7 separate regions of the Mus musculus genome follow, and all the other regions are linked to region 1. The links are chromatin contacts, called in public HiChIP or PLAC-seq and promoter capture Hi-C maps. All regions are on one chromosome and are shown on one strand. The core of a region is the stretch at or near the end of the contact, and the rest is flanking DNA. Distances in the headings are between cores, read along the strand shown. Region 1 holds the start of Fbrsl1 (fibrosin-like 1). Region 2 holds the start of Cplx1 (complexin 1). Region 3 holds the start of Hps4 (HPS4, biogenesis of lysosomal organelles complex 3 subunit 2). Region 4 holds the start of Tfip11 (tuftelin interacting protein 11). Region 5 holds the start of Gak (cyclin G associated kinase). Region 6 holds the start of Cryba4 (crystallin, beta A4). Region 7 holds the start of Idua (iduronidase, alpha-L).

Evidence for each region. Promoter capture Hi-C pulls out the DNA fragments that hold promoters and counts their contacts. HiChIP or PLAC-seq counts read pairs in DNA pulled down with a chosen protein or histone mark. Capture Hi-C pulls out chosen DNA fragments and counts their contacts.
Region 2: a promoter capture Hi-C map of liver shows a contact between it and region 1, with 2.3 times the contacts expected there. The contact joins the promoter of Cplx1 here to the promoter of Fbrsl1 in region 1. A contact is called at or near these places in 2 of 39 promoter capture datasets (hippocampal neurons and liver).
Region 3: a promoter capture Hi-C map of adipose tissue shows a contact between it and region 1, with 3 times the contacts expected there. The contact joins the promoter of Hps4 here to the promoter of Fbrsl1 in region 1. A contact is called at or near these places in 3 of 39 promoter capture datasets (hippocampal neurons, liver and pre-B cells) and 1 of 9 other capture datasets (adipose tissue).
Region 4: a contact with region 1 is called in an H3K27ac HiChIP or PLAC-seq map of thymic regulatory T cells, with 8 times the contacts expected there. The contact joins the promoter of Tfip11 here to the promoter of Fbrsl1 in region 1. A contact is called at or near these places in 4 of 39 promoter capture datasets (frontonasal cranial neural crest, liver, maxillary cranial neural crest and 1 more), 1 of 115 datasets of contacts at active chromatin or transcription factors (thymic regulatory T cells) and 1 of 9 other capture datasets (adipose tissue).
Region 5: a contact with region 1 is called in a promoter capture Hi-C map of pre-B cells, with 5 times the contacts expected there. The contact joins the promoter of Gak here to the promoter of Fbrsl1 in region 1. A contact is called at or near these places in 8 of 39 promoter capture datasets (the C10 cell line, cranial neural crest, frontonasal cranial neural crest and 4 more) and 1 of 9 other capture datasets (liver).
Region 6: a promoter capture Hi-C map of pre-B cells shows a contact between it and region 1, with 3 times the contacts expected there. The contact joins the promoter of Cryba4 here to the promoter of Fbrsl1 in region 1. A contact is called at or near these places in 9 of 39 promoter capture datasets (the 3T3-L1 cell line, 3T3-L1-derived adipocytes, the HPC-7 cell line and 5 more) and 1 of 115 datasets of contacts at active chromatin or transcription factors (thymic regulatory T cells).
Region 7: a promoter capture Hi-C map of liver shows a contact between it and region 1, with 2.5 times the contacts expected there. The contact joins the promoter of Idua here to the promoter of Fbrsl1 in region 1. A contact is called at or near these places in 4 of 39 promoter capture datasets (cranial neural crest, hippocampal neurons, liver and 1 more) and 2 of 9 other capture datasets (adipose tissue and liver).

The regions. Positions count from the first base shown.
Region 1 is chr5:110,447,091-110,449,830 of GRCm38.p6, reverse strand. Fbrsl1 (fibrosin-like 1) reads left to right here and starts at 1,328. Exons shown (of 19, transcript NM_001142642.1): 1 at 1,328-1,951. The coding sequence starts at 1,664.
Region 2 is chr5:108,548,658-108,551,397 of GRCm38.p6, reverse strand. Cplx1 (complexin 1) reads left to right here and starts at 1,371. Exons shown (of 4, transcript NM_007756.3): 1 at 1,371-1,509.
Region 3 is chr5:112,341,688-112,344,427 of GRCm38.p6, reverse strand. Hps4 (HPS4, biogenesis of lysosomal organelles complex 3 subunit 2) reads right to left here and starts at 1,333. Exons shown (of 14, transcript NM_001359853.1): 1 at 1,265-1,333; 2 at 1-384. Srrd (SRR1 domain containing) reads left to right here and starts at 1,388. Exons shown (of 7, transcript NM_001359388.1): 1 at 1,388-1,553. The coding sequence starts at 1,405.
Region 4 is chr5:112,324,951-112,327,690 of GRCm38.p6, reverse strand. Tfip11 (tuftelin interacting protein 11) reads right to left here and starts at 1,322. Exons shown (of 14, transcript NM_018783.4): 1 at 1,218-1,322; 2 at 21-206.
Region 5 is chr5:108,628,377-108,631,116 of GRCm38.p6, reverse strand. Gak (cyclin G associated kinase) reads left to right here and starts at 1,340. Exons shown (of 28, transcript NM_153569.2): 1 at 1,340-1,616. The coding sequence starts at 1,472. Tmem175 (transmembrane protein 175) reads right to left here and starts at 1,307. Exons shown (of 11, transcript NM_001163532.1): 1 at 1,217-1,307.
Region 6 is chr5:112,251,175-112,253,914 of GRCm38.p6, reverse strand. It overlaps Cryba4 (crystallin, beta A4), which reads left to right and starts at 1,397. Exons shown (of 6, transcript NM_021351.2): 1 at 1,397-1,423; 2 at 2,118-2,168. The coding sequence starts at 2,130.
Region 7 is chr5:108,658,985-108,661,724 of GRCm38.p6, reverse strand. Idua (iduronidase, alpha-L) reads right to left here and starts at 1,394. Exons shown (of 15, transcript NM_008325.4): 1 at 1,227-1,394. It overlaps Dgkq (diacylglycerol kinase, theta), which reads left to right and starts at 895. Exons shown (of 23, transcript NM_199011.2): 1 at 895-1,282. The coding sequence starts at 1,030.

The DNA.
Region 1 (2,740 bases), core at 79-2,578:
GGGGTGGTCTCAGGAGGAGGTGTCTAAAAGAGAACAGTTAGCAGGAATGAGGAGCTGCCTTGGTTCTGCGTCTTTCCAACAGGGTTCTTTAGCTAGTTAGATGCTAGCTCTGAGTAGTTTTGTAATAAAATCTGGAATGGGAAGAAGAGGGAAGGCTGGCAGGTAGGCTGGCAGGTGTGTTGGTCCCCGTGTTGTTAAGTGAAAGAGCACACTTGTGGATGATAGGCCACGTTCCCAGATGCCCCAAGGGACGTCTTGGCAGAGAGCCTGTGGCCATCTCAGGAGCCAGAAAATGTGCACTTGAGGTCCTGTCCAGGGGCATTCTTCAGTCGTGTCTGCTTCCTTTCAGGGCCTCTGCTGCCCAGATGTAGGCATGGCTCAATGTCACTTTTCACTCAGTGCCCAATGCCCAAGCTGTGACACCTCCCTTCTCTTCATGTCAAATGTTCTCACTGGAGGAATTGCTGAGACTTCGTGCCCAGCTCCAGGGCATCCCAACTGGGGAAGTTGCTGAGGAAACTCACGGTTTTGTCTAGTTTTGTACTTCCTATCGGCGGTCCCCAAGTCCTTGGACTAGTGTAGGCAGGTCTCTAAGGAAAGACTACTTGAGACTGGAGGGTTTGGTTTTCAGGGCGCTACCTAATTTTGCATGGGGACCAGAGTGAAACTGGGCTTGAGGGCTTGCAGGTGGACGATGACGTACGCGCTGCCTCTAGGACTTCAGCACAGTGAGCCCCCAGCACCAACCTACCTACTCTCTCTCACGTGCTTCCACTCAGTTTGCCCCAAGCTACTGTAGGTGCATAGACCCATCACCTCCTACGGGAAGGGCGGAAGGGGAGGCGCTGATCGCCACAAACTCGCTGTAGGTGGCTGGGCAGTACTTGTAGGCGAGCACTAATTGCCTAGTAGGCGTGGTCAACAAGGCGAGGCATGAAGTAGGAGGGATCTGACCATGACTAGGCTCAGCGACCTGCACAGGTGAGCAGGACCGGAAGGCAAGGGCGGGGCTTAAGGAACTGAGAAAGCGTAGACAAGAGAGGTGGAGCCGGGAAGAATGGGGCGTGATCTGACAGGGTCGGGGGGTCGGAATTCTAAAGAGCTGTGCGCAAACGGGTGTGGCCTGTTGCAGGGGCGGAGCAAAGGGAAAGCTTCCCCCCTTTCGGGGGCGGGGCTTAACGTGAAAGGGCGAGGGCCCGCTCAGCGCAGAGCCATTTAGTCCGGAAGGGCGGGGTCAGGGCGGGGCCAGGGTGGGGCGGAGTCGACGGGTCAGCCTCCCCCAGCTGCGCCCGCTTCCTCTGGCACTCCGGCCCGGCGGAAGTGCGTCAGTTGTTATCCGCTCTGGTCGCTGCCACTACTGTGTCTGCCTCACGGTCCCGGTGCTCAGAAGCTCCGCCACCCGCCGCCTTCTGCCGCTGCCCGCCGGTCGCCATGGGCCGTGTCCCTGGGGACCTGGTCTAGGGTCGCCGAGAGACCGCCGCACTCCGATGCGCGGGACCCGGGGTCCTAGCCCGCGCGGCGTCCGGTGCTGAGAGCCCGCGCCCGGCATGCCCGCCCCGGTCCCGAGCCCGCCCCGGCCCCGAGCCCGCGCGGCGCCCTCGCAGCCCGGCGGCACGGCGTAGCAGGCGGTGCGGGGCGCCAAGGTCACCGCCGCGGCGCCGCCATGGAGGCCAAGGTCCGGCCAAGCCGGCGTTCGCGCGCGCAGCGAGATCGCGGCCGGCGTCGGGAAGCCGCCCGGGACGCCCGCGCCCAGAGCCCGTCGTCGGGTGAGGAGCCAGAGCCCAGTCCTGGCAAGGAGAACGCGGGACTCCACGGCGCGCCGCCTCAGCGCCCTACGCCTCTGCGCGCTGCGCGCCCCCCGCGGCGCCGTCGCCGCGAGTCCAGCTCGCAGGAGGAGGAGGTTATTGACGGCTTCGCTATAGCCAGCTTCAGCACCCTGGAGGCCCTGGAGGTAGGTGGGCTGGAAGGCCAGACCCGGGACCAAGGAAACGCATACGTATGCCTCCTGGCCCCGCGCTGCAACCTTGCCAGGAAGAGGACCTGGAGTGAGGGGTGTGTGGGAGGACTTAAACCACGCCACCTAAGCGGGCTTTGCAGCGATCGTTACTTGTTGCCAAGTTATCGCTGCGTCCGGGACCAGCTGGGGATTTGGACATTGTTGGGCCTCGGGGAGGCAGCGACGATAAAATGGACACTTGGGATTCTTCCTGTCCTATGATCTCTTAAGGGTTCTTTGGAGGGAACCGGGAGTCAACTGGCAAACCCTTCTTGGTGATCATTGCATGGGTATAGGTAATAGATTTGCTAAGAATACTACGTGTTTGACTGAGTTGTCGTGCACAGTATTTGCTGAGCAAAGTGTCCTTCCGACCTGAACTCAGGTTAGTAGAAGAGAAGGAAGTGAGAGAAATGGTCAGTGAGTGAGTGAGTAGTCACTGTGTCTCTGGAACTCAAGTGGTTGAAAATGCTGGTCAGGCCTTCAGGGCACTAGCAGAACCTTCAAACCCCTAGCAATGCAGAGATCTCTGTCTGGGTGAAAACTTTGGGGACCACATCTCATCTGCTGGGCTGTGGTCGCAGGGATTACTGCGACCCTATTCACTCTTGCCCTGACTGATACCTGCGATTTCCCAGTTTCAGGCCAAGCTTGAGAAAGGGGAATTGGTCATTGGATATCTAAATGGAGTTTTCCCCAAGTTCATATTCTAACCCTGGGGTCTGCCGGGTCTGTAGAGCTGAG
Region 2 (2,740 bases), core at 122-2,621, 1.9 Mb after region 1:
GCGGGGAGAAGAAAAGCAGGTGAGAAGTAATGAGTCTGTCTTGCTGTGGCCCTTGCTTTTGCTAGCTACTATAGACTCCGAAAACACAGAATGAGCCAGACTGGGCACATCTGTGTGCAGGTGACCCCATTCCACAGGACATCAGTCCTGGGCCTGAACAAGGCTCTGGGCATCAACCAACCTTACCATGAGTGTGGTGGGTGAACTGAGATGGACAGTGCCAGTAGGAAGGGCACTGGGAGACTTAACTCTTCTGTGTCTGATGTGAGTCATGCCCAACTTCCTAAATGATCCTCTCCTCCTAGGCATATGCCTGTGTGCAGTGCAGGCACTTCACCAGTGGGATCAGACAGTATCCTTAACTCCAGGGCCCCAGGCTGAAGTCAGGGCAGAAGGTGTGGGGCTTAACACTTTCTCTTCTTGTCTCCACTCCAGCTCCGTTCCTGGTCTCTTCTACTTTGAATCTGCTAGGTCAAAGGAACAAAAACTGATAAAAGCAAGTCTGGAATGGACCCTCCCTTACTCCCCACCCCTAGCCCTCGAATTCAAGCCACCAAGCACCCTGGGGCAGCTTTGGAATGTTGGTGAAGGGGGAATACTCATGAGGCAAGAAGTTTCACTGAATTGGGTGAAGGTCAAGAACAACCTAATCCTTAAGAATGACTCAGCCAGGAGGAACATTAACAGTTAAAGCAATGGCCATCAGCACTAGACTCTGCGGGTCAGGAATTACCACCTGGCTAGCCAGAATAAAAAACAGCTTAGGTGTCCCCACATGCTCTGACTTCTGCGAAGACGATTGCCTCACAGAAGCCCCCCAGGATAACTGCAGGGATACCAGGCCAACCTTGTGGCCACTGGGCTCTGCAGTGCAGCTGCCGCAGAGTTGAAATCCCGGTGCCAGGGGAAGGGGCGGCCTAGAGGCGGGGCTGTGGCTGTCTCCCAGGAGCCCCCGCCCATCCATGTCCGCAGTGACCTTCAGGCGTCCCTGACTGACTGGGGTTTCTATCCCACCAAAGCCACATTTGGCGGCTCTGCACACCGGAGAAGCCTGGATGTGTGGGCCTATCTTGCTCGATCGGGGGTCTCGGGCTGTGCTCGCCTTCTCCCGCCCTGCCAGCAAAGAGCAAAGAAACCCGGTCAGGAGCAAACGTGGTTGGTAGATTAGGGATGGTGACCCCATCCCTGCATTCTCCCAGCGTTTCAGGAGGGCGCTTCAGTAGGACTTCAGGAGGGTCTCCAAGCCGGTGTGGAGAGAGTGGCCCAGGCCAAAGAGGGGCCCCTAATGCAGCTGTCGCGCGCGCCAGGCCAGGATCTGGGAACCGGGGGCGCGGCTGCCCCCCCTACCTCCGCCGAGCCCCGCCCTCCTCGTCATGCGGGACGCGGGCGGGGGCGCCTCTGAGTGACGCGCCCTCCTCGCGGTGTCCTTCAGCCGCCGCAGCAGCACAGAGCGCCACATGGACCCCGCCGGCCTGAGAGCGCGCTGCTGTTGATCGTCCACCTTGGAAGGTAACCGGCGCCCTAGCAGCCAGTCCGACCTTAACCGGCTCCCTCCTTTCCCCTTCCCAGCCCAGTTTTCTTCCCGACTCCTGGGCTTCCCTTTCTGGATCCCCGCTTTCTAGCCGTGGGTCTCCTACCCATATCCTAGGTTCCCCTACTCTTGGTTCCTTGTCTTTCAGACCCAAGGTTGCTCAGCCTGAAAGGCGCTGTCCATCGTGAGGTGCTGAAACGGCCCTTGATTCCCTTTCCCATAGGCATCTTTTTTCTTTCTTTCTTTCTTTCTTCTTTCCCTGGCGCGCTCCGGCCTGAGGCCGTGCTCCGGTCGGGCACCTCGCCCAGCAAAGCAAAGGGTGCGGCGGCCGCGAGAGAACGGGATGCCTTGGTCTTTGCGGAATCTCCGCAGCGTCCTAGCCTCTCTACAGCTGGCCCTGCGGAGCCCCCATCCCCCGATTCCCGGAAACAGAGAGAAGTTTAGAAGGCAATTGGCTTTGCTGCAAAGGCATCCCTGAACCCCTAGCTTCTCGGACACTCTTCCTGCCTGGCACCCCTTCGGGTCTCATTCCGCAGAGAGAAACCTGTGAAACACTGGATCCCTCAGGACCAGGTTCCCTGATAGGAAAGACTCTACAAAGAGGGATGTCTTTGCAGCTGTTGGCATTACAGAAAGCACCTTTCTAAATGCTGCTGGCACTTTAGTCCACGCTGGGCATTCTGACTTGGGTTGCCCTACCCCATGCAGAAGCAGGAGTGGGTCATCTGTTTCCCCTCCCACTGGAAGACGGGGACTCCATCCAGGGCCAGTTCTGCTGTGGGCCTCCAGAGTCTCTCTAGAGACAGATATAGTTGAGACTAGTCAGAAGTCATAAGGACCTTTCCTGAGGGACATTCATGGACTTGTCTCTCCAATTCTTCCCCAGAGGGACCCCTGCCCCACAGCTCCAAAACTGCCAAGGAGGCTGAGCAGCCAGAACCTGGGTGCTACAGCGGAGCATTGACCTTCAAATGCCCCCTGGGCTCCACCCCCGCTTGAGGAGGCTGGCGCCAGTCTCCAGTAACTGGTGGCCCCAGGTTGTGAGCTGCAGTGGCATCTAAAAGCTTCCTTCAGAAACCCCAGAAGAAGCAAGATAACTGTTGGTTTGGCTGGGCTCTGAACCCTGCCATCCTGGTCTGGGTGTGGGAACAAAGCCTCTCACCCTAGACTCTTGGGATAGTGGAGAGGAGAGCAAGGAGTAGATGAGGG
Region 3 (2,740 bases), core at 84-2,583, 1.9 Mb before region 1:
AAAAAGAGTTCGGGTAGCAGATACTTCAAAGGCCTTTTTTTTTTTTTCAGCAGAAAATAGCTTTGCAGAAGGGAAACCAGACGACGAGTGTAGAAGGTACTGGGTGTAAGGGACCACACCAGTCAAATGGTCCCAAAATTAAGGAACTGGCACTCAGGAGCCTAATCAGAATGTGCGCAGCCCTTCAGAGTGCAAGAGAGAACTTTGACAGAGGGGAAGACAACTCAGTGTATCATGGAATACTCTGCCAGAAAAGAGTCTTGGCCTCACTCTGATTCTTCGCTCCTCCAAGAGAACTGTCCAGAAACAGGTGGTACAGGCATTAAAATTACTATCCACGAGGCTGAAATTTTCTGACAGTCTTATTTCACTGTGTGGATAACACTGGGAGGAAACACAAAAATAATTTAATCCTTTTCCTTGACAAGCCTTCCGTCATTTTCATCTATAGTCTTTGTTTTGTTTTGTTTATTTGTTTGTTTGTTTTTTCGAGACAGGGTTTCTCTGTATAGCCCTGGCTGTCCTGGAACTCACTCTGTAGACTCAGGCTGTCTCTGCCTCCCAAGTGCTGGGGTTAAAAGTGTGCGCCACCACCACCTGGCTTCATTAAGACTATAGTCTTAATCCCACTTTTCTGGTTAATTCCTTCAAGGACAGGATCTCTAAAGCTGGCCACAATCTGCCACCTGTGGAAATAGTACGTTGAAGTCTCTTAGGGAGGGAGCCAGGCATGGTAGTTTAGGCCTTTTATCCCAGCGCACTGGAAATAGACAGGCAGATTGCTGAGTTCCAGGCAAGCTATGGCTACAAAGCAGGACCCTCTCTTAAAAGCGAGTAAACTCTCTTAGGAAGAAGGAAGTGCCCGAGGGGCATCCCCCACGAACCCGAAAAGGCCTCTTAAATATCAGTCACCTCAACTACACACACCTCGTTCTGCAGCAAACACAGGGCGAGCACACTGTGCAGGGCATCTCTGTTCCTGGAACCACCCCTCCCATTCCCTGAGGCCTGCTCGGAGGACCTAACAGCGAGTTCTCAAAGGTCCCGATGAGGTCAGTGATTGTGTAAGGGACCTAAAGAGGCCATGACACCCTAAGAGTACAGGCAGGGGGACAGTGCGGGTGCGCGCGGGGACGGAGGGAAGTCCCTCGCTGGTCAGGAGCCCCGAACCCTGCGGCCCGATCGCGTGGATCAGGCTCGCCCGCCCGCCCGCCCACCGGGACCCCGGGCTCTGTCTGGCCGCCCGCGGGAAAACCCCCGATACCTGCGCCCGCCCGGCAGCCCCGCGATCACGCGCGGACCCACCTCCCGCCGGTGGGGGCTTGGCGATGACGTGAGGTGTGACGCAGCCTGTGACGTCGGCGGCACGGCGGCCGCTCTGGCGCACTCTGCTGACGTCAGAGCATGGCGGCGGCGGCTCTCGAGCCCTGGAGCGCGGTGGCTCCGCGGAGGAGGAAGCGCGCGGCGGGAAGGCGACCGCGGCCGGGCGAGGGGCCCCGGGCCGAGCCGGAGGCGGACGGCGAAGCGGTGCTACGCCGCCTGCGGGAGGCCGAGTGAGTGCAGCGCCGAGAGGCAACTCCAGCCTCAGTGTCCCTAACCTGGAAATGGGTGTGCCAACCCGCTGGGAAAGGCTGAGTTCTCCCTCCGGTGTCACTGTAGCAAGCTCTCAGTAAAGCTGCCATTCCCATTCGCTGCGGCTGCGGCAGTTTATCATCCTGTGTCCCTGTCTGCCACCTTTGAGATGGGGGTTTAAGCATTACGTAGGGATGCTCAGAGGATTGTGTGATGTGACTGTAGAGCACTCCCTGGCACCCAAGCTCGAGGTGGGGGAGGAGGGTGTCAGAAGGTGCTCAGAAGACCTCTGCTTTCACTGCATAGGTTAGGACAATCAAACTCAAATGTGAGGCTTGGTGGCAAGAACCTTTACCCTATAAATCATCAGCTCTGGATTTGGAGGCGGGATCTTGTACTATAGCTTAGGCTAGCCCAGCAGCCCTGAATTGGAGGATATCCCGTCTTTGCTGTGGGCCACACACCACATTGGTTATTATCCGTATTGTAAATCGAGGTTGCAGCAAACACAGATGTCAACATTTGCATCAATGGTTTACTGAGCAGCAGCTGTGTGCGCAGACTTTTGCAGCCTATGTATTTCACAGGCTCACTGGAATCCTGGGCACTCCGAGAGACATACAAAGATCATTGTTTCAGGCCCAGGCCTTGGTGACTTCAAACCCCATGCTTCCACCTAATCATTATCATGTACTCTATTATGTTACATCCATCTCCCCAGCACTTGGTCTGTACCTTCTTACAGGGCACATAGACGGTGCCCACCATACACAGGCTACACCGTGTTCTTGCCTTTTCTAGTTTTGGTCTTACAGGGCTAAGTTAGAAATGTTGGTAGCATTTTGTATGGGTCAGAAGGGCTGTGATGAGGGGGGCAAGTTACACTTAAAAAGCATTGGTGACCCAGAAGTTACCTCTGAACATAAATTACTGGCGGTGCAGCTGAGAGGACAGATAGAAGCAAGCAGTGCCTTAAAGTCTCGAGATTAGTGAGACATAGGTGTCTAGGACCTGAACTCTTCAAGGCGCACACCAGATAGTCATTGTTTCCTCAGCTGCTTCAGAATCTCCCAGAATGCCCTGCTTCTCCCAGCATCCTTCCAGGGGTGTGGTTATCACTCCTGAGCATAGAGAATCTGATTCAGGGCTACTTAGAATATTACAGAGT
Region 4 (2,740 bases), core at 73-2,572, 1.9 Mb before region 1:
ACAGCTCTAAATGTTATTACCTCAGAAACCAGGTTGGTCTTTTTACTTCTCCAGGAAAAGTTGTATCTAGCCAATTTGCAGTTCCAGGGAAACTTCAGAGCATTTTCTGAAATACTATTTCCACGGGACTGAAGGTTTCCTTCCCTGAACGGCTTCTACGGTACTGGAAGGTTGCAGTCTTTCTGAATGCCACTTTGCAGTCACTCCTAGAGGGTAGGGAAAAAACAGTGTTCTACCCAGGTAGCTATTCATCTCTCTCTCTCATAACTGCATTCATTCAGTTCCAGGAGAAGCTTGTAAGGACTGATTAAGATGATACTTTCGAAAAACAAAAGCTCCAACACTTTGGAGGCAGAGAGGCAGATCCATCTCTCTAAGTTCAAAGCCAGCCTGGTCTCAAAACCGACAAAACAACAACGAAAGCTCCGCTCCCAGTAGGTGCTCAAGAAACAGCACCCTTACATCTTTGACTCTAGCAGTAGGGAGGCAGAGACCAGGGGGGTCTGAGTTCAAAGCCAGCCTGGTCTACAAAGCAAATTCCAGGGCAGCCAGGGCTGGCTGCTAAAGAGAAATTCTGTCTTGAAAACAAAAACAAAAAACAAAACAAACAAACAAACAAAAAACAGAAACGGGGGGAAAGGGAGGAAAAAGGAAAAAAAAAAAAAAGCATCTTCTTCCACTCCATGATCGGGTTTCAGGTTCACACTCATTACAAGTCAGGACTGCGAAGTGAATCCTTCAAAATGATTGTGAAAATCATTAACACTTAACACCCCAGCCTGAGTCTAAATCGCGCCTCTATGAACACCTGTGAGTGTGGTTATCACATTCAAAGGTCCCGACCCGACACTGTGTGCATTGCACAGTAACATCCTCACTATGTGACACCAGTGACTGACAGCGTGAAAACGGCTCCGCGGTGACTAACAGCTCCCCCCCCCCCCCGCTGCTCCTCCTCCTCCTCCTCCTCACTATGCACCGGCGAAACTCAACAGGTTCCGACCCCAGCAACCAGCACATGTTGAGTTTCCTCAAAGGAGCAGGAAGCCCTAGGCCCACTCAATTACAGCACCGCCACCTCCCCAGCACAGGGGACAGGAGACGCTCAGCTCAATGTCAGCAGCGGGCCCGGAGCGCAGGGAAACCGTAAAGCCGTCGTCACGGAGCCTCGGAGCCTCAGCCCGCGCTCCCGGGACGCCACCCCGCCGCCTGCTCACCTCGCTCAGCATCCGCGAGAGCCACACAGCCTTCGCCCAGCGTCCCCGAATCTGCGAGGGTCCCGCCAGCCCAAACCCGGATGTGGCCTTTACCGGCGCATCGGAAATACGTCATCGCTCAGAGGCGGAAGTGGCGCGCTGTTGCCCCGGCAGCGACTTCACGCCGGAGGGGGCGTGTCTGCAACCCGGAAGGGCCGGTGATCCCGCCTCGCGCTGCTTCTGGTTCCCATCGGAACTGAGGCTGAGTGGCCGTCTCGTTCCAGGGCGAGCCGTCGCCAGGCACTGGAGTCTTACTTGGCGTTACCAGCGTCACGAGGACACTGAGAGATTAAAATGTCCTCGCGACCCCATGTCGAGTTCTCTCCAGGAAGCAGTTTTATTGTTCTCCTCTTTGCTCTAGTTATTTCTCTGTCGCTGGGAAAGAACGGAGTTGGGGTTTCTTGTTGGTTTGATTTGGTTTTGGTTTTGTGAATTTTCAAGACAGGGTTTCTCATCCTGCCGTGGTGGCGCACGCCTTTAATCCCAGCACTTAGGAGGCAGAGACAGGTGGATTTCTGAGTTCGAGGCCAGCCTGGTCTACATACAAAGTGAGTTCCAGGACAACCAGGGCTACACAGAGAAACCCTGTCTCGAAACCCCCCACCCCCAAAAAAAAGAAAGAAAGAAAGACAGGGTTTCTCTGTGTAGCCCTGACTGTCCTGGAACTCATTGTGTAGACCAGGTTAGCCTCGAACTCGGGAGATCTGCCTGCCTCTGCCTCCTGAGTGCTGGCCTTAAAGGCGTGTGCCAACGCGACCCACAAAGAGCATATGTCATCTTTTTACACATCTTACAAATCTATACATAGTCTGGTGCCATCTCTGGTTCTGAAACTAATTTGTTTTCTCTAATACCCTAAAAGGCTGGGTCCTGGTGGGTTTTGTTGTTGGCTGGACTTATTTTTGTTTTCCCCTGTCAGCTTGATACACACTAGAGATATCTAGGAAAAGGACTCGGTGCTTCCATCGGATGGCCTGTAGGCAAGACTGGTGTCGTTTGCTTGATTCATGATTGATGTGGGACGGCCCAGCCCATTGTGGGTGGGGCCTCCCCCTGTGGTCCTGGGTGCTGTAAGCACAGGGAGCAAGCCAATAAGCAGCGTTCCCTCCGTGGCTTCTACTTCAGTTCTTTTTAAAAATGTCTTTGGACTGTAATCTGTAAAGCAAATAAATCAGTTTCCTTCCCAAATTGCTCTTGGGTATGGTCTTTACAATACAGCAATAAAACCTAACCAAAAAACATGCAGGAGGATTTGTTAGTGAGGCTCTTGGGGAGTCCGTCAGAGCCAATGTGATACTGTGGGATCAGGGTCCCTTCTTGGGGTTTTATGGTCACGTGAATGAAAGCATCTAAGAACTGATACAGAGAGCTGAGGGCGGGCAGTGGGGCCAGGGTTGGGGGTGGGGGCGGGAACGGCAGGCAAGTTGTAACTCATAGCTGCCGGGAGGAGAACGAAGAAGGGAAGAGGCATGGTGGTGTGGGAG
Region 5 (2,740 bases), core at 91-2,590, 1.8 Mb after region 1:
TGATGTTTCTCATGATGTTTTAGGTCTCTTGAAGGCTACCAAGCCTCCAATTCCCTACTTTTTCCTTTTGCTTTCAGATTTATTTTCCTTCTAAATAATGAGATCTGAAGCCACCAAAAAATAAAAAATCCCTTCAACTTCATTCCAGTAATAACATAAAGTTACCTGCAACTGCAAGCCGTAGCTACTTCCTCCTCCCTGCATCTTATAAGTGATTCTCTTATAGAAAGGTGCCATTTCTATACCAACACTACATATCCTCTATCTGGATGTGACTTGACTGTCCTACTATTCTGAGACAGTACTCCTCTCCACTATACTGGAAAGACTTCACTCTTTCCCATTGGCTTTAGGCTGCTCAAGTCTCCCATCTAAGATCATGTTAACACCACACTGCCCTTTCAGCTCCCACACTCTTCTTCACAAATCTCCTCAGTTACCTACAGGTACCATCTCTACTTCATCAGTTCTTTATTCCTCCAGGTGTTATCCAAAGCTTCCACTTCACCATTTCTAGGAAACTACTGTCTCACCTACCACGTACCTCACTGTATACTAATGATAATCTTTCATTTCTTTTCTACTTGACTTTTTAAAGAGCAGGTAGCGCCCCCCCCCCCCCCAAGGCGTATTTAATAGCATACAATCCTGGGACAGTTAAGATGTTGATTTGGGCTTAAGGATCCATTTTTCAGTCCAAAAGCACAAACTCTACCCAAGGCTCTGCAACTTCATATGGCTTCAGAAACCTCGGAGGTACAGAGACGAGTGGGGAATCCCATGACTTTGCCTCACCTGAGATGGACAGCTCTAAGTGTTTGACATCACACGGGATTCTGCGTCCAGTGCTGCCAGGTGACTTTTGTATACACGTTGTGAAGCTTTCTCCCGCCCCCTTTTAAAACTACGTTTTTCGGTCTTAATTCTAGCAACTAGTTCATCCTCCCCCAAACCTGTGTGGACCAAAACATAAGTGTCTGTGGCTCATAGGCTGGCTGCTTGTCTGCAAGATACCCTCCTCTCCTAAACCGGGCATTAGGGACACTTAGGGTGGGCTCCAGGCCTCGCTTTACCTTGAGGCGTCAGGCGCGAGCGGCGGGCTCTGGGGCGGTCCGCAGCGCGCGCCCAACGTCCCGCGACGCTCTAGCCACCTAGGCTGGACCTGGGCCAGCGGAAGCAACCAGATGAGGTTAGGGTCAGATGGCGACAGCCCTACCTCCGTGCCTCCTAGGAGCTTGAGGTCCGTAGGATCGCACCCTCTGCGCCTGCGCCTGCTGCTGCTGCTGGCTCTGCAGAAACACGCGCCCTTCCGCCTGCTGCGTCAGGGCGGGGCCGCAGCGTCGGGACGCAACTCGCTCTCTGATTTACGTCACGGCGCGGGCGGAAGATGGCCGGGTTGTTCGCCCGCAGCTGCTAACCCGGCAGTGCGGAGCTGGAGCCTGGCTCCCGCTGCCGCGGAGCGGCCGACGCCATGTCGCTGCTGCAGTCTGCGCTGGACTTCCTGGCGGGCCCTGGTTCTCTTGGCGGAGCTGCGGGCCGTGATCAGAGTGACTTCGTGGGGCAGACAGTGGAGCTGGGCGAGCTGCGTCTGCGGGTGCGGCGGGTCCTGGCCGAGGGTGAGGCGTAAGGCGTCGCCAGGCCGCGGGAGGCAGGAGCAGCCCAGGAGGGTCGCTGCTGGGGTGTGGTTCGAGTCAGGGCGCGTGACGGTCACCGCTTTAAGCAGGGGCAGCAAGGAGGATCGTGTCCAGGGTGTGAATCAAGTCTGAGACCTAGAGAGTCACGACTGAGGTGTGGGTCAGATCAGGGCCGCAGGGAGTCATCTCTCCGGGCAGGGTCTGCGGGAAAAGACACTGCTGGGATGTAAATCAGGCCATCGCTATGAAGGGCCACTGCTGGGGTGTGAATCAGGTCGGAGAAGGGTCTTGCCAGGAAGAGAGACCACAGGGGCTTGTGGGTTAAGGCCTTTGGTGGTGATTGCAGAGGATAGACTGCTTCGGGTTGCACACTTACTTCCTGGTGGGTAGAGTTAGTAGTACAAGGGTCATGCTAGCAGGTGGTTATCCAGTAAAGGAGGCTTGGGTCTGGAAGGACCACCTCTGCTTAGGGTCAAAGCTGTATCTGGGGCATATACAGAAAGATTCAAAGGTGGAGTCAGGTCAGAAGGTGAGCACAGTCACTCTGGGGTCATAAGCTGTTATTCATTGTATCATATCCAGCGTTGTTGTTGCATCCCGAGGACTGTCTTGAGATGGCAGTGTTTGTGCTGCTGAGTTCTGGGGCCTGTAGAGTCTTCCCTTGCTTGATGAGGTAGAGGATAGACTGGGGCCCTACAGTCTTGTTTTCTTTTATAGCCTAAGTGCCTCACCTATTGAGTTTTTTCTGTAGTGACCTCGTATAAGGTACAGGAAACAGAGCCCGTAGCTGTAACCTTTAAGAACCTTGCTTGAGCCGGGCGTGGTGGCACCCGCCTTTAATCCCAGCACTGGGGAGGCAGAGGCAGGCGGATTTCTGAGTTCAAGTCCAGCCTGGTCTACAGAGAGAGTTCCAGGACAGCCAGGGCAATACAGAGAAACCCTGTCTCGAAAAACAAACAAACAAAAAGAACCTTGTTTGATAGACAGTTCCATAGTTCTGTGTCTTGAGGTCAGTCTGAGTTTGTAGCTTCCTCACACAGGCTCTGTAGTCAGCTTGTGTGATGGAATCGTGTTTTCTCTTTTATGATTTTTTTTTTTTTAAGATT
Region 6 (2,740 bases), core at 148-2,647, 1.8 Mb before region 1:
GTTCTTAGAACAGGTACAGGCACTCTTCATCAGGAACATATTTATCATATTTATGTTCATAGCATCCTGTGCTTTCAGGCTAACCATTAAAGTTTGTGTGTGTGAGAGAGAGAGAGAGTGAGAGTGTGTGTGAGTGTGTGAGAGTGTGTGAGAGAGTATGTGAGTGTGTGTGTGTGAGTGTGTGTGAGACTGTGTGAGTGTATGAGTGTGTGAGAGTGTGAGGGTGTGAGAGAGCATGTGTGTGTGTGTGTGTGTGTGTGCACTCACATGGAGGTCAGAAGGTCAGAGGGTAACTTTCAGGAGTCAGTTCTCCCTACTACCCTGTGGTCCTGAGGATTAAAGTCAGGCTTGGAGGTACCCCACTGAGCTTTGTCTTTTTTATTTCACAGCACAACTGAGGCTTAGAGGCATTCACTGGGAACCTGCTCAAAAGTAATTAGCCCCCAGGCACGGGATGCAGACACAGGCTACTGGCTGTGGAGACTGCACCGGTCCACCCTTCCGGTCCACCCTTCGCCACGCCCTGAACGTGAGACAACTGTTCTGACATCCCAGGAAGGAAGAGATGTTGCTATTTTCCTGGCCATCAAAGGACTCGCTCTTTATCTGGGTCACCCAGTAGCAAGGCTGAGTTTTACCACAAGCCGCTCCTGCCATGCTACCCTCTCCTGCAACAGGACCCCTCAGAGGCAGGGATCAGGGGATTCCATATGCTTTGGGTGCTTATCTGGCATGCACTGCTTTGGGAAGCATGCTAGCAAGCTGCAGCGCCCCCCCCCCCCCCGCCCCGCCCTTTGCTTCTGCATGCACAGCCCTGGATGCTTCTGCCTTGTGGAGTGCATGGGTTCTAGCCCTGACCACCACTCTCACCTCCTGAGAAGAGTTGTACTGCTGGGTATTTGTTATCCAAAGCCCTTGCTCCAGGCCCCCAGGGTTTTGCTTAGAACCGGTTACTTCCAAGCTACTGTATACATTGTTTCCACTTTTTCAAAGAGTATCCTCAAGTGAAAGTGTGACGTCCAGCTAGAAGAGGCAGGGGCAGGTGAGGTGAAGGAGGAGGGCAGGCACAGAACTCTATGATCTGGCTTCTGTCTGTCCTATCATGCAGACAGACAGAAGGACACCCACCATCAAGATGATGTTGGGTCCCTAGTCCTGGACAGGAGTCCTGTGGAACCAATGGAAATAGGCTATCTACCCCTCATATTCCCTAGTGCTGACCCTGGGCAAGCCACCAGTCCTTCCCCACTAAAGGCAGAGCTGCTGACATGTCCACTCTGGGCCTTGGCCAGGACTGGCTTTTGTTTCTATCTCTGGCTTGCTGAGTCTGTGTTTGTCCCTTGGGGCCCCTGTTCCTTTCCTGCCTATAAGAGCCCTGACCTTGTCTGGTTCTGGTTCTGACGTGTGCTCTGGGCCCTTCTTGGTAAGTATGAGAGGGAGACAGGAGTGGGGCCGAGCTCTCTGGTGGCATCATCCTACAATATCAATCTTGGGGATGTCACTGGCTAACCCTGAATGCCATCACATCCCAGGAAGTCTACAAGTGTGTCAGACTGCTGCCTGTGACTCTTAGTTAAATGCCAAGATCCCCCTCCCCTATCATTTTGTGACCTGTGTGTCCACTATGAGAGCCACGCACTAGGCTAGCACTGCACTTTGTTTTGGTGTGTGTGTGCACTCACTTGTGTGTGTGTGTGTGTGTGTGTGTGTGTGTGTGTGTGCGCATGCATGTATGTATGTATGTATGTATGTATGTATGCATGTATGTATGTGCCTGTATGTATGTGTGCATGTGTGTGAGTGTGCATGTGTGAACTTGTGTATGTGTGTGATTGTGCACATGTGCATGTGGGTGTGTGTCTGTGTGTGCATGTGTGTGATTCATCCACCTCTCTCCACTCATCTGGCACTGCAGTCCACTGTGAGCTGGGCTGGAGACAATGGCACCCAGATGTGGCTGAGATTGGTGCTGTTTGCACGTGGGTGGGGTGGGAGAAGGATCGCCCCCGTCCTGGGATACCCAGACCCATCTTGATTCTGACACTGTCCAAGTCAGCCTTCAGTCAGAGATGCTGCTGGGAACCAGATGGAAGGTGACTGTGTTCTTCTCTCTGTAGGACCGTGCCAACATGACCCTGCAGTGCACCAAGTCAGCTGGACACTGGAGGGTAGGGAGTACCCTGGGAGGGGAGGGAAGGAAGTCGACATCTAAGAACCTCTTACAACAACTTCATTGAACCCCATCATCCTGCAGGAGGGCTACTGACTGCCTTGAGCCCAAGGCTCAGACTAGGGGGCAACCTGCCTGAGGCACGCAACCCGAGTTGGTCCCCACCCTTGAGTCCTGGCACACAATCATTCTACTGTGCTTCTCTGGCCGTGCTTGGCTTTGCAAAGGGAAACTAAAATCTGGGTGTGATAGCTTATGCCTGCCCTAGCATTGGGGAAGTAAAGGCAGAAGGAAGCTCGTAGGCTCAAGGCCAGCCTGGGTCTTGCGAGATCTTGTCTCACAAAAAATAATATAGCGGAGCCACATAAAAGCCTTTGATGAAGGCTTTGGGAAATGGAAGCTCTGCTTGTTTTCTTACCTAATGACAGTCAAGGGTGGAGACAAAATTGTGCTGTCCAGGATCCCACGGTCCACCTTGCTCACCCACCTGGCCCTGGAGGCATGTGACCTCTGCTTTACCTGTTTGACTCACTCTGAGTCCAGGGTAAGATCCTCTCTGCTCGCCAAACC
Region 7 (2,740 bases), core at 145-2,644, 1.8 Mb after region 1:
GTACTAGAAACTTCCAGGACTTGTTAAGAAGACTACTAAGGAAACTGAAGAGATGGCTCAGAGATTAAGAGCATTTGTTTTTTTGTAGAAGACCCTAGATCTATTTCTAGTACCTTCATGGCAGCTCAAAAACATCTGTAACTCCAGTTCCAGGAAATCCAGTTTTCTATTCTGACCTCCTCTGACACCAGGCACAGACAAAATGTAAGCAAATCAATCATACTGATAAAATAAAATAAATATATATTTTTTTAAAAGACAGAGCCTCTCTACATAGCCTCAGTTATCCTAGAACTCACTAGATAGACCAGGATGTCCTCATACACACAGAGCTCTCTCGTCGCTGTTTCCTTCCCTTGATGCACTCTGTGGCTACTGGGAATAGGCTAGAGGCCAGGAACTTTTTGGATCACCATTCCAGTAGTGTTTCCCCAACTCCAAAACAGAGTCGGCCTATAGAAGCAGGGCCCTTGAGGGCTGCTGACAATAGAGGCAGAATGACTCCTAGGTCCAAAGTCATAGGCATTGTCTGGACAACACAAAGCTATGGTTACTGTGGATGGCCTTCCCTTGCATGCAGGTACTCAAAGACCTGGGAACACAGTGGGAGAAAGTTTTGCCATGGTGTGTGTGAGGGTGTGTGTGTGTGTGTGTGTGCGCGCGCGCGCGCGCGCGTAGAATTAGGGGTTAAAGGAGCTTGTGGAAGTCCCACTGAATGTTTCCATATAGCTTCTCCTATGCTTATACGAGCAAAGGCCTCATATATCTAGTATCCTGTGTGGAGAATCTGGCGCTGGAGGTCAGAACAAATCCTCTTGGGCCACCATGCCCCTCTGTCTAGTCCAGAGGCCCCGCCTTTGGCAGGACGGCACCGCCCCTCAGGAGGCCCTCTCCAGTCTGGCCCCGCCCACGTGAGCCTGCGCGTTAGGTAGCGCAGTCGGAAGCCGGGAGCGGGCTCTGCCGAGGGCCCTCTCTACACCGCGGACCTGGCTTTATCGTGCGCTTGGAGCTGGGGCGCTCGGGTTGTGGATGGCGGCGGCAGCCGAGCCCGGTGCCCGGACCTGGCCGGGCAGTGGTTCCCCACGTCTTGGCAGCCCGGCCGGCAGTCCAGTGCTGGGCATCTCGGGCCGCACACGCCCGGGGTCAGGGCCGGAGCGGACTAGCAGAGCTATTGGCTCCGCAGCACCTGGCCACAGCTTTCGCAAGGTGACACTCACCAAGCCTACCTTCTGCCACCTCTGCTCGGACTTCATCTGGGGACTGGCTGGCTTCCTGTGCGATGGTGAGAGTCCACCCCGCGTCCTAAGGCCGCTCCCAGGAGCCGATGCCCTCCTTCCCGGGACACTGCCCTGACCTTTGAGACCTGTCCCTCTTGGCAGTGGGTGGGCACAGAGACAGACTCTGGTTTGAGTAGGACTTTCCTATGGAGGTGACACCCTGCTTTTAAGGTCAGGAAGGAGGGGTACCCTGGGTCTGGCCTCTCTTGACCTGAGATCTCAGGATTTCCTAGTGGGAGGTGGAGACCGAGTCGCCATAGTGCAGTGCTGTTGTTGTAATGCAAAGGCGCTGTAAGAGGCAAGGTGTGTGCTGAGGCAGTTGTTGGGCCTGGGCATAGAGATATGAAGGTAAGACTGAGACTTGGGGCAATGGGGCTCCCACTAGTGACCCGTGTCAGTGACTGGGGCAGCAGGAGTGGCTGGCTGTGGGTCCTGGGCATTCTTGTCCCGAGTGCATGCTGATGCACAGAGGGATTTAATGCTGCTCTGTTCAGGCTCAACTGCTTGGAGAGCTAGGCCCAGCCTTCTTTACAGTTGTGGCATGTCCCAGCACAGCTCCCACCCAGCTGCCAAGCCGGCTGGGCAGGACAGAGGATGGCACCTCTTTCTCAGCTCTCCAGGTAATTCCATGACTGCCCCTCTTTTTATTCTTACTCTTGTGAAGAGGCAGCTTCACAAGAAGCTGAGACCCAAATCTGTGGGGGACATCTGGGCCTTTGACAGTGTCACCTGACCAGGGTCCGAAGGTGGGAGCAATGAACCTGCCCTATTTGGGGAACACTAGTGTGCTCTGGGCAGGATCACTGAGGCCATAGCTCCTCACAGAGGCGTGTCTTCTGCTAGTGAGGATGGCAAGGTTGTCATGGGATCTCAGGGCTAGTAGTGACATAGGAGTGGTCACCTGTTTTTCTCTGTCCTATCTGCCCTCTTAAAATATCAGAGTCCCACTGAGATGGAGGCTGTGAGGTATACACTGACTTAGCTGCATATCTGAAGCTATGCCCCAGGCCGTACAAAGGTGGCCTAGGCAGGATGGTCCTCTGACTCACTTTATGGCTGAAAGTCATAGAAGGCATAGTTTGAAGTCTAAGTCTATTCTGGGAAGGTAAAGGTAGTGGAGGCAAACCCACAGATAGGAGGCTAGACCTAGGATCTCTGCAGAACTGAGAGATAATGAAAGTAGGATTTGAATCCAAGGAACCCCTCACAGATTTGACCCCTGAGCCTAGGTCTGTGGAATCAGGAAACCTAAGCAAACTCCTCATGTATAGCAGCCCAAGGTTCTGTTACCCAGAAGAGGGTGCAGAGCCCCTTCTAAGCAGCGTTGTTGTAGCTGTCCTCACAAGGGTATGGGCAGGAGCCTTCCACCTGCAGGAACATAAGACGGTCTCAGCCTACAGGGAAGGCAGCTGGCAAGACCTTTTGAGGTGGAGAAAATTGAGAGCCTGGGAAGATTCCTGTTA